4 separate regions of the Mus musculus genome follow, and all the other regions are linked to region 2. Evidence: chromatin contacts called from public HiChIP or PLAC-seq and promoter capture Hi-C data. All regions are on one chromosome and are shown on one strand. The core of a region is the stretch at or near the end of the contact, and the rest is flanking DNA. Distances in the headings are between cores, read along the strand shown.

Region 1 (3,226 bases), core at 449-2,948, 600 kb before region 2:
ATGCTTTGTCTCTAGCATATGAGATGCTTGGAAAGTTTTGACCATGTGGTAGAGAGCCAGGGCTGAAGCCAAGGACCAGAGAAGGGCAGTGCTTTTATGAGGGACAAAGAACAGGGGAGGTTGGAGCTGGCATTAAGACCGGAGCACAGCAAGTTTCTTGGAAACTGAGCACAGCCTGTTGAACAGTTATTCACATGAATTTGCCCCCAGGGCCTGAGTAACCAGGCTGCAACTTGTGTAACCGGGAAGCGTGAAGGCAGGCAGTTATGATCGGAGCAGCTCGGCCTGCCTCTCCCATTGGACCCCAGGGCAGTCAGTCTGGGACAGGCTTTCCCAGAGAAGGTGGCAGATCTGGTTCCTCCTACAGGTTGCAGAGGATAGCTTCTGGGCTTCAGCATTGCAAACTGGTCCCTAGAAGTCAATTTTTGTTCTGTCCTTGCCGAGGCTTGTGATGGTGGGTTTTTGTTTTGTTTTGTTGTTTTTTTAAACACTGTGGATTTCAGACCAGCTTTTCTGAAAGACAGAGGTCCCTTCCTCCTCCCTCTGGCCTGTCCCCTCTGCTCTCCCTTCCCTTCTCTTTCTACACTGGGGCTCTGACTCAGTGCAGTTAATCTGTGTGTAGGAAAGCAGAAATGTCTAAAGAGCCTGCTCAGTATGCGAGGAATCCTTTTATAGTATGAATAATGGCTCCATTAAAAACCTACGGCAAGGTTTAAAACTTTTCCTGGCGTGACAGACAGGAAGGGCATGGGTGCCACCCTGTTGCCCTGGGAACACACACACCCCCACTTACTATAGTAAGAGGCTTCTCTGGGGTGTCTCCCCCACCAGAGCAGACAGCGAAAGCCTCGAAGCCAGCTCTTCACCCCGTGTGTGTGTGTGTGTGTGTGTGTGTGTGTGTGTGTGTGCATGTATGTGTGTGTGTGTGCATCCCCAGGCCATCTGCTTCCATTCCAGAGCACTGGCACCCACAAAGGAGGGAAGCCAACACCCACTGAGCAGCTAATCCTGCCTGCAGCAGGCCGTGGTATTTTGGCCCGTGGTGGTTTATTGTGTCAAATCCCATGGAACTGATGCAAGTGGACCTCCACAGTGAGAAACTCAAGTCTGGAAAGGCTAGTGACTTGAGTAGATGGAAAGTATTGAGTGCTGTCTATAAAACATGTTTTTGACATAGGCTCCGTGGGCATGGATGTAAAAACATCTCAAATCACCATTGGTCATTTTACCCCAGCACGCTCACCCTACATCTGAACTCTCCTACACTCTAACATAGCACCAGTACTTGTAGGTTCTTCCAGCTGAAGATCTGCCCAAGGTGTGCTTGTTCCCAGACAGCAGTGAGGCTGGCAACCAGACAGTCGCTTGCTTAGTAAGTCTCATCCCTGTTCTTCTGTAGCAGCCGGCTGAATCACACTTCCCAACCTCCTGGAGGTTCAGTCAAGGGACTCTTGGAGGCAATGGGATGTGAGCTAGCCTAACACATGCATCTCTCCTCTGCTCAACCACAAGCCCTTAGTGCAGATTTGAATTAAAACGAGCCCCATAGGCTCAGAGGGAGTGAGTGGCATTACTAGGAGGTGTGGCCTTGATGGTGTGGGTGTGGCTTTGTTGAAGGAAGTGTGTCACTGGGGGGAGGGGGCAGACTTTGAGGTTTCAAATGCTCAAGTCACGCCCAGTGGCTGACTCTTCCTGCTGCCTGCCAATTCAGATATAGAACTCTCAGCTACCTCTCCAGCTTGTCTGCTTGCCTACCTGCCTGCCTGCCTGCCTGCCTGCCTGCCTGCCACCATGCTCATCACCATAACAATAATGTGTAGCCACCAGCAGCCAAGAGAACTGGGTTCCTGAAAGGAAAGCTGGGGGTGGTTGGGAAGGATGGACAAGAAAAAAATGAGACCGAGACAAAGTTTCTGATCAAAGCCAGATGCTTAATTCTTAAAGCCGAATATAAAGGGGGGAACCACCCCCCATCCACCACCACCCTCACCACCTCCACCACCCCCACTCCCCCCACCACCCCCACACACACAAGTTGCCCAGATCTTGACAGGAAAACAAGCACAGCTGCTCAGCAGGTAGTGGTTTCTTGCAGGAAGCTGCAGACAAGGCAGGACAATAGACTCCACCCTAGGTGGGCTAGTCCAACTGTGCAAAACAAGGTCTGATTTAGCCCGCTTAAGGGCACAATAATGGACTAAGCCTGTGGACTACAGCCCCAACTAAGTGCCTTTCTTTATAAGAGTTGCTATGGTCATGGTGTCTTTTCACAGCAATAGAAACCCTGCCTAAGACGCCCTTTCACACAAAACAAGTCTCCCTCTGTCTTGAGAGGATCATCTCATATTTCCACGTAACTGTACAAAACATATTATTGTGGCTCATGGTTTCAGGGTTCCAGTTCCCAATTGACTCCATTGCTCTGGGCCAGAGGTCAAGGTGTGTTCTTATCACACAGAGGGAACTGCTTAGTATCAAACCAGCCTTCCTCAGCTGACAAGATACAGATTGAGCTAGATGCAGGGCAACATATACCCCCTGAAAATATATCCTCTGTCACCTATTTCTTCAATTAGGTCCCATGTCTGGAAGTTTTCACCGCCTCTCCAGAACACCACCATATTCCAAATCCATTGGCAGATTAGTTGACTGATGAAGGCAGAGTCCTCGGGTCTGGATCTTAGTGACTGGATCCATCAGCTATGGACCTCATCTTCAACCCCTGTACCTTTAGAATGATGCTTACGTCACAAAACCCAATAGCTGAGTGGTGGGGTAAACAGCGGTGCTCTTTAGCACAGGTTCCTCTTTGACTGTACCCTGAAACCACACAGAGAAATTTAGCCTTGAAAAGTGGAAGCCAGGCATCATACTATTAACACTCCCAAGCCGGGCGGTGGTGGCACACGCCTTTAAAATCCCAGCACTTGGGAGGCAGAGGCAGTCGGATTTCTGAGTTCAAGGCCAGACTGGTCTACAAAGTGAGTTCCAGGACAGCCAGGGCTACACAGAGAAACCCTGTCTCGAAAAAACAAGAAAACAAACAAACTAACTATTAACACTCCCAGGGGACTGCAGCTAATGTAAAGCTAATGTTAAGAGCCTTTGCCTCAAGGCAATGCTCTCAAAACTGTATCTAATCTTCCAGTATCAGCACCAGCTGTGGATTTGCTAGAAAATGTACATTCTTAGCTATGTGTGATGGTGAACACCTGCAATTCCAGAA
Region 2 (2,921 bases), core at 141-2,640:
TTGTATAAACTTTCACTGGAGAACTGGGGTGGGGCGTGCCACACTGCGTGCACTTGGAAATTCATCTCTCTCTCAAGCTCTCCGGGGTTTGCTGCTGACTCCATTCATCTTGACATTTATATACTATTTTATATTTATTTAAGCATTAGGTAGAGGCTAGTTCAGCTTCTTCCACTCAGTAAGCCCCTTGTGGTTAGAACAGTTGCTTTAAATGTATGCATTAAATGAACTTTATATTTCTCAAACACCTACTCCTCTTGGGACACCAAAAAAGCTATTTAGTAAGAACTGCTTAATTCATAAATGATACCTCGGGACTGTCTGGACTCTGAACTCCTAAAACATTTACAGCCTCCATATAGCCCAGACTTCTTAGACATTGCAGCTTTTCTGTCCTCATAGCAGTTGTGTGTGCCACTCCAAGACACATGATCTTCAACTGCTGAAATATGAAGTCATGGCTATTGCAGCCAAGCTCCGATAGTCATTCCTCACCTTCTGCTCACTGAAAGAATCCATTACAAGTTCTTTCCTTTCCTTTTCTTTCTTTTTTTTTTTCTTTTTGGTTTTTCGAGACAGGGTTTCTCTGTGTAGCCCTGGCTGTCCTGGAACTCACTTTGTAGACCAGACTGGCATTGAACTCAGAAATCTGCCTGCCTCTGCCTTCCAAGTGCTGGGATTAAAGGCGTGCGCCACCATGCGTCACTCTCGGTTTTTTAAAAGTACAAATGCAAAATAAGTTCAAAAGGTTTGACAATGCAAAACACACAATGTAAAATTAGTAAGCACGCAAGGTCTTGTATTGCCCTCAGGTTCTTCTCTCAGACCCAGGGCGTCCACACCAGGCGGTCCTTAGAACCTCACCAGGGGAAGGCAGCCTAAGACTCAAAGAGCGCGGAACCTGGAACTGAGATCTGTGCAGATGTTCAATCTTTGGTGACCCCGTGGACGCCCTGCACTCATTTAAAGGTTGCCCGGGGTCCTAAGGGAGTCTTTGTGCTTATTACAGACTATGCAGTAGATTCCCAAAGTTTTAAGGGATGCTCCCGCCTTTTGGCCGCCTCAAGTTGAAGTGTTCCCGCCCACAGTGGCTGCTTCCCGAGCAGGCAAGCGGCTCTGGCTCCCTCTGGGTCTAGTGGTTCCTCTGGAGTCTCCCAAGCTCAGCCTCGTCCACTTCTCTCCAAGTCCTGCTTTCCCCAAGCCAGGGAGCATGCCGGCGTCCTCACTGGAGCTCAGCCACGCCTCCTCACTCCAAGTTTGATTTCAGAGCGCGCCAAGCCTGAGGGAGACTGTAATTGGTTGAAAGTGAGAGACTCTCCCGCTTGATTGGTGGAGTGTTGTGGTGGGCGGGACGGGGCGGAGTCAAAGACGGAAACCCGGCGGGCCAGGGCTTCCTGGCTGCGGTATGGACCTGGTTAAGTGTCCGGAGCACGGTAAGGCCTCAGTCTCGGGATTTCCCTCCCGGGGACTGTGGGACTGGCTTGGAGTGGCCGATGCTGACCTTCTTGTTTCCTCAGGGGACGCCTGCTTCTTAAAGACCGGCGTCCGCGATGGCCCGAATAAGGGAAAGAGCTTCTACGTGTGCCGGACGAACACATGCGGCTTCGTGCAGGCCACCGAGTGAGTCTCCAGCCCGGCCCGGTTACACGGAGTGACCCAGCCTGGTCACTTCAGCTGCCTTGGGACGCGGACTCACCCACACTCCGATCCTTCTAGAGTCTGCTTCAAGTTTCTAGGCACCTGTCTGGCCTTACTTAGCCACTCCCCTTTGCCCCGGCATCCTTTCTGCTCCCTCTAAAAAGTGTAAACAAACAGTGGACATGGGAATTAATTTGCTAGTCTTGTACCAATTTTAGGTCGCCATTTAAATTTTACGTTTAAGGTTAAAACATGTTAATTAGACACAAGCTTTTCTCCTTCATCTAGTGGCATGACGTTAACAACCCAGAGAGAGCCAGAGTCTTTAGGGCAGTGTTTCTCAACCTGCGGGTCACGACCTTCAGGATCTAAGGACGCTTTCACAGGGGTTGCATTTCAGTTATCCTGCAAATCAGATATTTTTACATTGCGATTCAAAACGGCAAAAATTACAGTTATAAAGTAGCAATGGGAATGATTTTATGATTGGGGTCACCATAACTGTTGTAACGGGTATTAGGAAGGTTGAGAACCGCTGCTGTAGGGAGTTAGTGCTGAAAGAAACATCAGAGGTTGATGTGGATCGCAGGTTCTGCAGATGTGAAAGCTGAGACCTAGAAACCTCAAGCATCTTGTCTAAAGTGAGGAAAGTCAAGTGTGACAATCTTTTTTTTTTTTTTTTTTTTTCCCAGACAGGGTTTCTCTGTATAGCCCTGGCTGTCCTGGAACTCACTCTGTAGACCAGGCTGGCCTCGAACTCAGAAATCCGCCTGCCTCTGCCTCCCAAGTGCTGGGATTAAAGTCGTGCGCCACCACCGCCCGGCAAGTGTGACAATCTTAACATACCGGGTGTTGACATTCTCGAAGTGAAATTACACTGTGGTGTCATTTAACATTTCTCCCTGCTCTCTATTCAGCTGGACTTTGTAGAGCATGGTTATTTTTTTTTCAGTATCATAGCTATACTAATATACTAATGAATATTAGTAATATACTAATGAATAGTAGTACTGGAATAACTTGTATGATTTGTGTCTCCACTTTGTACCAGAATTTACTATTTATTTCTAGAAATATTATATAGATAATGTTTCTAAATATACTGAGATTTGGTACCCTGCTCAAATGTTTTAAGACACATGTGTGCTCATGTTTATAGGAATTGTGCATCAATGTTGGTCTTAGGTTTGTTTCAACATTAAAAGAAATGTTCTTGTGGACTGGAGAGATGGGCCAACCTTTAAGAGCACTGGCTGTTCTTCCAGAGGCCCTAGCTTCAATTT
Region 3 (3,094 bases), core at 230-2,729, 720 kb before region 2:
TTTTATTCCTAGAGCTGGGATTTAAACCCAAGGCCTGGCATGTGCTGGGTGAACGCCCTACCACGAAGCTGCATCTTCAGCCATGCATATAAGGAGTAGAGACTTCTGCAGCCTTCAGCGAACATTTTGGAAAGATCCCTCAATGCTGAAAGGACACATTCCCCTGGATCAAAACTTCCCGTTCTGTTTATGGAGACCCTCAGGGAGAGTAACACAAGGCACCAAGTAAATATTCAATTAGTGAAAACATTAACAAAAATGTGCATTGAGGTAATGTTTGTAATAGACAAAACTCAAAAACAACTTGAATGTCCAGCAACAGGAGGGAATTTAACCAAATCACTGGACACTCATACAATAGAGAACCCTACAGCTGTTAAGACCAATGTCACAATCTGTGTGTTTTGACTTAAGATGACTTCTAATGCATAAGACTAAACTAAACTCTGCGTTATAACTTCAGGGCAGTACACGTTGAATGTGATAAATAAAAAGTGAATATGAATATATAGTCACAAATATTAGAACGTTCTTTCTTAGTTTAGGTTACTATTGCTATGATGAAACATTATGAGCAAAATGCAAGTTGGGAAGGAAAGGGTTTATTTGGCTTACACTTCCACAGAACTATTAACCATCAAAGGAAGTAGGACAGAAACTCAAACAGGGCAGGAACCTGGAGGCAGGAGCTGATGCAGAGGCCATGGAGGGGTGCTATTCGTTGGTTTGCTTGTCTCGGCTTGCTCAGACTGCTTTCTTAGAGACCCCAGGACCACCAGCCTAGAGATGGCCCCACCCACAATGGACTGGGCATTCCCTGTGGATCACTAATTAAGAAAAGGCCCTACAGGCCTACAGCCCAATCTTATCTTTCTCAGTTGAGCTCCCTCCTCTCAGATGACTGTAGCTTGTGTCAACTTGACATGAAACTAGCCAGAGCAATCTACTACATACACTTTTCTTTCCTAGAAAGAACTTAAAAGCTCTTCACAATTCCTTTATGGAGAAGAAGGAAGATGGGCAAGAAAAAAAAACATTTGTTGTTATTTATAGTTTTAGTTTTCTCTTCTCTTGCCTTCACTCTCTCTTCTTCCTTTCCCTTCCTTCTCCTCCCCCACCTCCCCTTCTGCCATCTTCCTTTCTTCCTTTTGTCCTGTATGCTTGTGTTGATTTTATAAGCCAATGAACAAGTATGCATTTTGCTGTTTAGTAGCTTTCCAAGATCTGCCCTAGATACCTTGGAGCCTCCTCTGGGCTGCCTGCTGCCTCTCACCTCTTCTCTTCCTGCCCTGGCAACACCGAAGGCCTGGCAGTTCCCCATACACCTGCCACCATGGCCCTCTTCCCGGGTCTTGGCATTTGCTGCCTGGACCCGTGTTTTCAATGTTCTCCCTCCTGTAGTGCAGCCTCAGGCTAGGCTAATGTCCCAAGGGTATCCCCGCCACACCCTTGTACACCTCGGTCCCTGCACCCTGTTACCCTGGCATTGGTGGATATGCAGGCAGATGGGGTAAGTTATTCTTAGCGTAGGTCTGTGCTGTGCTGTATCACCATGGTGAGTTTTCAGCACAGGACTTATTGCTCAAAAGCTCTCAGGAACTGTTGGCTATGTGGATATTAGGGAGATGCCCTCTCTGCAAAATTACTTAAAGACAAACAAACAAAACTCAACCCTTAGGCTGGAGAAATGGCTCTGCAGTTAAGAGGATTGGCTGCTCTTCTAGAGGTCCTGAGTTCAATCCCCAGCAACCACATGGCAGCTCACAACTGTCTATAACTGTAGCCCTATGGGATCCAATGCCCTTTTCTAGTCTGTAGGCATGCACACAAACAGAGCCCTCACACACATTAAATAAGTAAATAAGTAAACAAACAAATAAATAAATAAATCTTCGAAGTTCAACTCCCCCAAACTCTATTATGCAGGATAGTGGCATTTTGAATGTTTTAGGTTTGCTGTTCGTTTGGTTTTGGTTTTGGTTTTTGAGACAGAGTTTCCTTATATTGCCCAGGCATAGCTCTCAGTACCTGGTGAGACAAATATTCTTGCATAAATGGAACCATCTGTAAACCTGGATGTTGAGTGACTCTGCCTGCTTCTTCACTAACAATTGGTAATTTATCCCTGCTCCAAACACCTTGGTCTTGCATGAAGCATCCTCTTTCTGCATCTCTCAGGCCGCAGTGTCTTCTGGCTCCAGGACCTTCTACAGCCATCCTAACAAATAGGTGGAGGGAAGGGCTCTGTAGCTCACCTTTGTAACATGCACCAAGCTCTTCATGTGAGCCCGGTACTTCACCAAGCAATGACTCCTTTGAGAGTTACAGTGACAGAAGGCTTTTCCCTCATGTTTAAGGACCTACTTTCACTGTGAAAGAGTAAGAGGAAAGAAACCAAGTTGAGGCAGTAGTGAGGAAATAAATACTGCTGATGGAGGAGTCCAAAACTTCCAGATCTCAGGTTCAACTGGAGATGAAATTCCTGCTTGGCAGGGATGTCTGCCTACAAGGTACAAATCACCATCACCGAGTTCATTACCACCACCACCACCATCACCATCACCATCACTACCACCACCACCAACATTACCACCACCACCATCATCATCATCCCTGAGTACAAATGGATTTGCAGAGCAGATGACTAGCTGAGGAGAGGATGCAAAGGAAAGCTGACTAGGATACAGTCAAAAGTTTTACCATCAAATATGCAAAGATAGTAGAGTCAGCGAAAGGCTCATGGCTATCCTTTGAGCGGATCAGGCAATTCCATGGGACTCTGTTCCTCTGTGAGGGCTAGTCTGCAGTCTGTGACTGAGCAGATGAGGAGTCAGGTGCTTCCAGTGTGTACCTGCAGGCGGTTCTGTGTGAGATGTGTGGGTGGCAGTGAAGTATGGCAGGTAGAGATGAGTAGAGAAAGGCCCATGCAGCCACTTCTCCCCTCCCCCACGCTGCTCCTGCTCCACCTCAGTTCTCTTCTGCATCTGTTCTCTGCAGAGTGAAGGTCATGGTGGCTTTGGCACTGAGAACCAAAACAACTTTAGCAACATGGCCAGGAGCTCAGATGAGAGACAATGCATGAATCCATGAGGAA
Region 4 (2,919 bases), core at 110-2,609, 530 kb before region 2:
ATCTTGTTTTCCTTTTTGAAAGAACCAGGTTGGGATTATAGCTCAGTTAATAACATACTCGACTTACATAAGTGTAGCCTTGGGTTCAATCTCCAGCAGCACGTACGCAAGGTGGCATGTGCCTGTAATCCTAGAACGTAGGAGATGGAGTCTGGAAGGTCAGAAATTTAATATCATGCTTGATTACTTACTGAGTGAGCCAAAGGCCAGCCTTGGGCTACACAAGATGCTGTCTTGAAACAGAGAGAAAAGAAGGAAGGAGGAAGGAAGGAAGGAAGGAAGGAAGGAAGGAAGGAAGGAAGGAAGGGAGGGAGGGAGGGAGGGAGGGAGGGAGGGAGGGAGGAAGGGAGGGAGGGAAGGAGAGAGGGAAGGGGAAGAAGGGAGGGGGTGGGAAAGCAGGAGATAGAAAGGAGAGGAGGAGGAAGAGGAAGAGGAGGAAGAAGAGGAAGAGGAGGAGGAGGAGGAGGAGGAGGAGGGGGAGGGGGAGGGGGAGGGGGAGGAGGAGGTCCCGATAGGTAGCCTGGCTCTGTCTCTCACATGCAAGGTTCACAGCTATGCAGTTATAGTTATGTCTCACCTTTACGTATTTCTCTCTAAGGCTTTGTGTTTGAGCAGCCAAGAAAATTAGAGCTCGGAATGGTGGAAATATTCCAATTCAGTGATGGAGACAAATCACTTTTCAGATGTGGACCCTCAGTCTCGGAGAAGGAAGATTGGACAAGGTCATATCCCAAGGTCACAGATAGAGGAGCATGGACTCACGAGTCCTGGTTACCAGCTGACCTCTTCTCCCCCTGCTACACAGCTATCCAGGAAGGCATCACCCCCACAGAGATCACATCTCGTCCTGGGAGCTAGATCATAACAGTCACACACAGACGTACATGCTGCAGAGCTCTGCTTTGTGTCTGTGGTAATAAATGGCATGTTTCCACACTAGAAGAAGGAAGACATGCAGTCAGACCACAGAGTTGAGCTTTTGCCCCGTCTGGTCACTCCTGCTTGCTCTCGGGAGGGAACCCAAGAGTGTTCCTGGTTACCCTTTGGGACCAAAGACTCTAACAGCTCCAGTCTCCCTCAGACTTGCAAGGGCTAGATTGGAAGGGAAGAGATAAGATCTTAGGGGTTCAAAGGCCCTTTGTGTGGAGGTCAGAGGCAGGATATTAGTTTATACCACTCATAGTAGGGTCCTACTCTCTTGAGTTGCAAGGTCAAGGCCTGGGGCGAAATGTCCATGGAAGGGAATAGGAAGCCAAGTCCGACTCTGTGTTCATTCCGGGCCACTTTCACCTCCCTCTGCTGAAGGTCATGACTACAGCTCGGTTCTCCAGTGACTCACTCCAGGAAAATGACATGTGACAAGAACCTGGCTGTCATGGGACCGCTTGCCAAGGGTGCCAGGACAGTGGTGGCATTGTTCAGGAGAGGCTCAGGAAATCAAACATCCGGAGACAGTATGCACCGTCAACTCTCCCACAGTCTGGGAGAGAACAGATTCCCCGTCCATTGACCAGTCTGTGTATTTACTTGTAAAGGGCACATGGATCCTTATCCCCTTAGGTCTCAAGTGTGACATTTCCAACGCACTAAGACAGGTAGGAGGGACCGTTACCTTTGGAGGTGTTTTGCCTGATGTCACTTGTGAGTCTATCCTCCCCACAGCCCTTGAGATAAGCATTTATCACCACATCTTATTTTGTAGCTGGGGAAATATAAATACCCAGAAGTGAAAGCGCTCGTCTGGCCACTGAACGTCTGGCCACTGAAGATGCCATCCTGCGTCCATGTTGACAGGCAAACACACGCCCAGTGTCAGGAAAGCTCTGCCCTTTCCTGCTGGTGACTGGCTTCCTCCTAGAGTGCTGGCCCTAGCCATTGCTGAATGCTTGCCCTTTTGAATCTGTCTCTCCCACACACATCTTCTCTTTGCCCTCTTTTGTTTATCTGCCCTTCAGGCTCTGCTTGAAGCCCACTTTTCTTAAACGAAGACTTGACCAGCCAGTCTCAAGAGAATTCCTGTTTCCCCACCTCCACCTCTATAACTCTCTCTGCTTACACTTCTGACTTACAGCCTTAGATAGTACACAATCCCTATAAACGTTCATGAACAAATGCAACTACTAGCCATACGCTGAAACACCCAAAGGAATGGAAAATGCTTTTTTTTTTGAGCCGTAGAATTCTTCCCATAATGGAAAATACCAAATTACCAAAATACCAGTGGTTGGCAAATGTATTCTGAGAGATTACTCGAGAGACCATAAGACGGCCACACGATTTTGTTAACAAGACCCAGAAGGCACAGGGACGGCTGGCTATCTCACCTTTAGCCATAGACCACAGTCCTCTCCCCAGTCCTTCCTGGGTAGTAAGGGATGTTGATACTGCCCTGCCCAGAACTGTCCCTTGCCCCTTGCCAGTTTTAGGGGGATGAAGCAGGGGTCAACCAAGTACTCCAGGCCTTGAGCAGGCTTCTCTCCCTTCTTAGTATTCACAGCTCCTGCCCAGGCATCCATCTCTCAGTTAAGAACAATGGGTGCTATAGAGGAACACTGATAGGAGCAGGCAAGGTACACACACACACACACACACAGCTTAAAAGAAATAAAACATTCTGCTTGTCAGTCAGTTCAGCCTGACACATTTTATTCTCACTGTTTAAACAGGCCTCTGTACCAGACAGAGCCAGAGCATGGAATAGTCAAACCACTGCCTGGGGCTGATGCATGTCCACCATGAGTGAGCTACCAATCACTGAACTATAACCCCAGCCTGAGTGTGGCTTTTAGAAAATAAGTATTTATCCTTACACACACACACACACACACACACACACTGTATTTTGCGATGTTCCTATTTTTCTCTTTTATCTCTTCTCACTCACCCAACCCCCTTCTTCCCATCTAACACCCCCTCACA

Evidence for each region. Promoter capture Hi-C pulls out the DNA fragments that hold promoters and counts their contacts. HiChIP or PLAC-seq counts read pairs in DNA pulled down with a chosen protein or histone mark.
Region 1: a contact with region 2 is called in an H3K27ac HiChIP or PLAC-seq map of embryonic stem cells, with 4 times the contacts expected there. The contact joins the enhancer-like site here to the promoter of Ttf2 in region 2. A contact is called at or near these places in 3 of 39 promoter capture datasets (embryonic stem cells, hematopoietic stem and progenitor cells and pre-B cells), 16 of 484 Hi-C or Micro-C datasets (the G1E-ER4 cell line, cerebellar granule neurons, cerebral cortex and 3 more), 6 of 115 datasets of contacts at active chromatin or transcription factors (embryonic midbrain, embryonic stem cells, forebrain and 2 more) and 3 of 9 other capture datasets (adipose tissue, embryonic stem cells and liver).
Region 3: a contact with region 2 is called in a promoter capture Hi-C map of hippocampal neurons, with 2.5 times the contacts expected there. The contact joins the enhancer-like site here to the promoter of Ttf2 in region 2. A contact is called at or near these places in 7 of 39 promoter capture datasets (the HPC-7 cell line, HPC-7-derived erythroid cells, embryonic stem cells and 4 more), 1 of 115 datasets of contacts at active chromatin or transcription factors (large pre-B cells) and 1 of 9 other capture datasets (embryonic stem cells).
Region 4: a contact with region 2 is called in a FOXA1 HiChIP or PLAC-seq map of pancreatic cancer cells. The contact joins the enhancer-like site here to the promoter of Ttf2 in region 2. A contact is called at or near these places in 5 of 39 promoter capture datasets (cranial neural crest, epiblast stem cells, frontonasal cranial neural crest and 2 more), 1 of 15 datasets of contacts at CTCF or cohesin (large pre-B cells), 3 of 484 Hi-C or Micro-C datasets (the N1E-115 cell line, embryonic stem cells and palatal mesenchyme) and 9 of 115 datasets of contacts at active chromatin or transcription factors (T-cell acute lymphoblastic leukemia, craniofacial prominence, double positive thymocytes and 6 more).

What each region holds. Positions count from the first base shown.
Region 1 is chr3:101,569,328-101,572,553 of GRCm38.p6, reverse strand. No RefSeq gene overlaps it. Among named protein-coding and RNA genes, the nearest start is that of Atp1a1, 34 kb to the left of the region's middle. Within about 2 kb of position 1,698, at least 90 of the 459 cell types and tissues checked have an H3K27ac peak or open chromatin away from gene starts, as enhancers often do. A contact at or near this core is called in adipose tissue, cerebral cortex, cortical neurons and 2 more, where this site is marked.
Region 2 is chr3:100,968,132-100,971,052 of GRCm38.p6, reverse strand. Ttf2 (transcription termination factor, RNA polymerase II) reads left to right here and starts at 1,390. Exons shown (of 23, transcript NM_001013026.2): 1 at 1,390-1,433; 2 at 1,518-1,620. The coding sequence starts at 1,406.
Region 3 is chr3:101,688,671-101,691,764 of GRCm38.p6, reverse strand. No RefSeq gene overlaps it. Among named protein-coding and RNA genes, the nearest start is that of Gm33265, 23 kb to the right of the region's middle. Within about 2 kb of position 1,479, at least 10 of the 459 cell types and tissues checked have an H3K27ac peak or open chromatin away from gene starts, as enhancers often do. A contact at or near this core is called in hippocampal neurons, where this site is marked.
Region 4 is chr3:101,498,996-101,501,914 of GRCm38.p6, reverse strand. No RefSeq gene overlaps it. Among named protein-coding and RNA genes, the nearest start is that of Gm40109, 7.4 kb to the left of the region's middle. Within about 2 kb of position 1,359, at least 60 of the 459 cell types and tissues checked have an H3K27ac peak or open chromatin away from gene starts, as enhancers often do. A contact at or near this core is called in the N1E-115 cell line and pancreatic cancer cells, where this site is marked.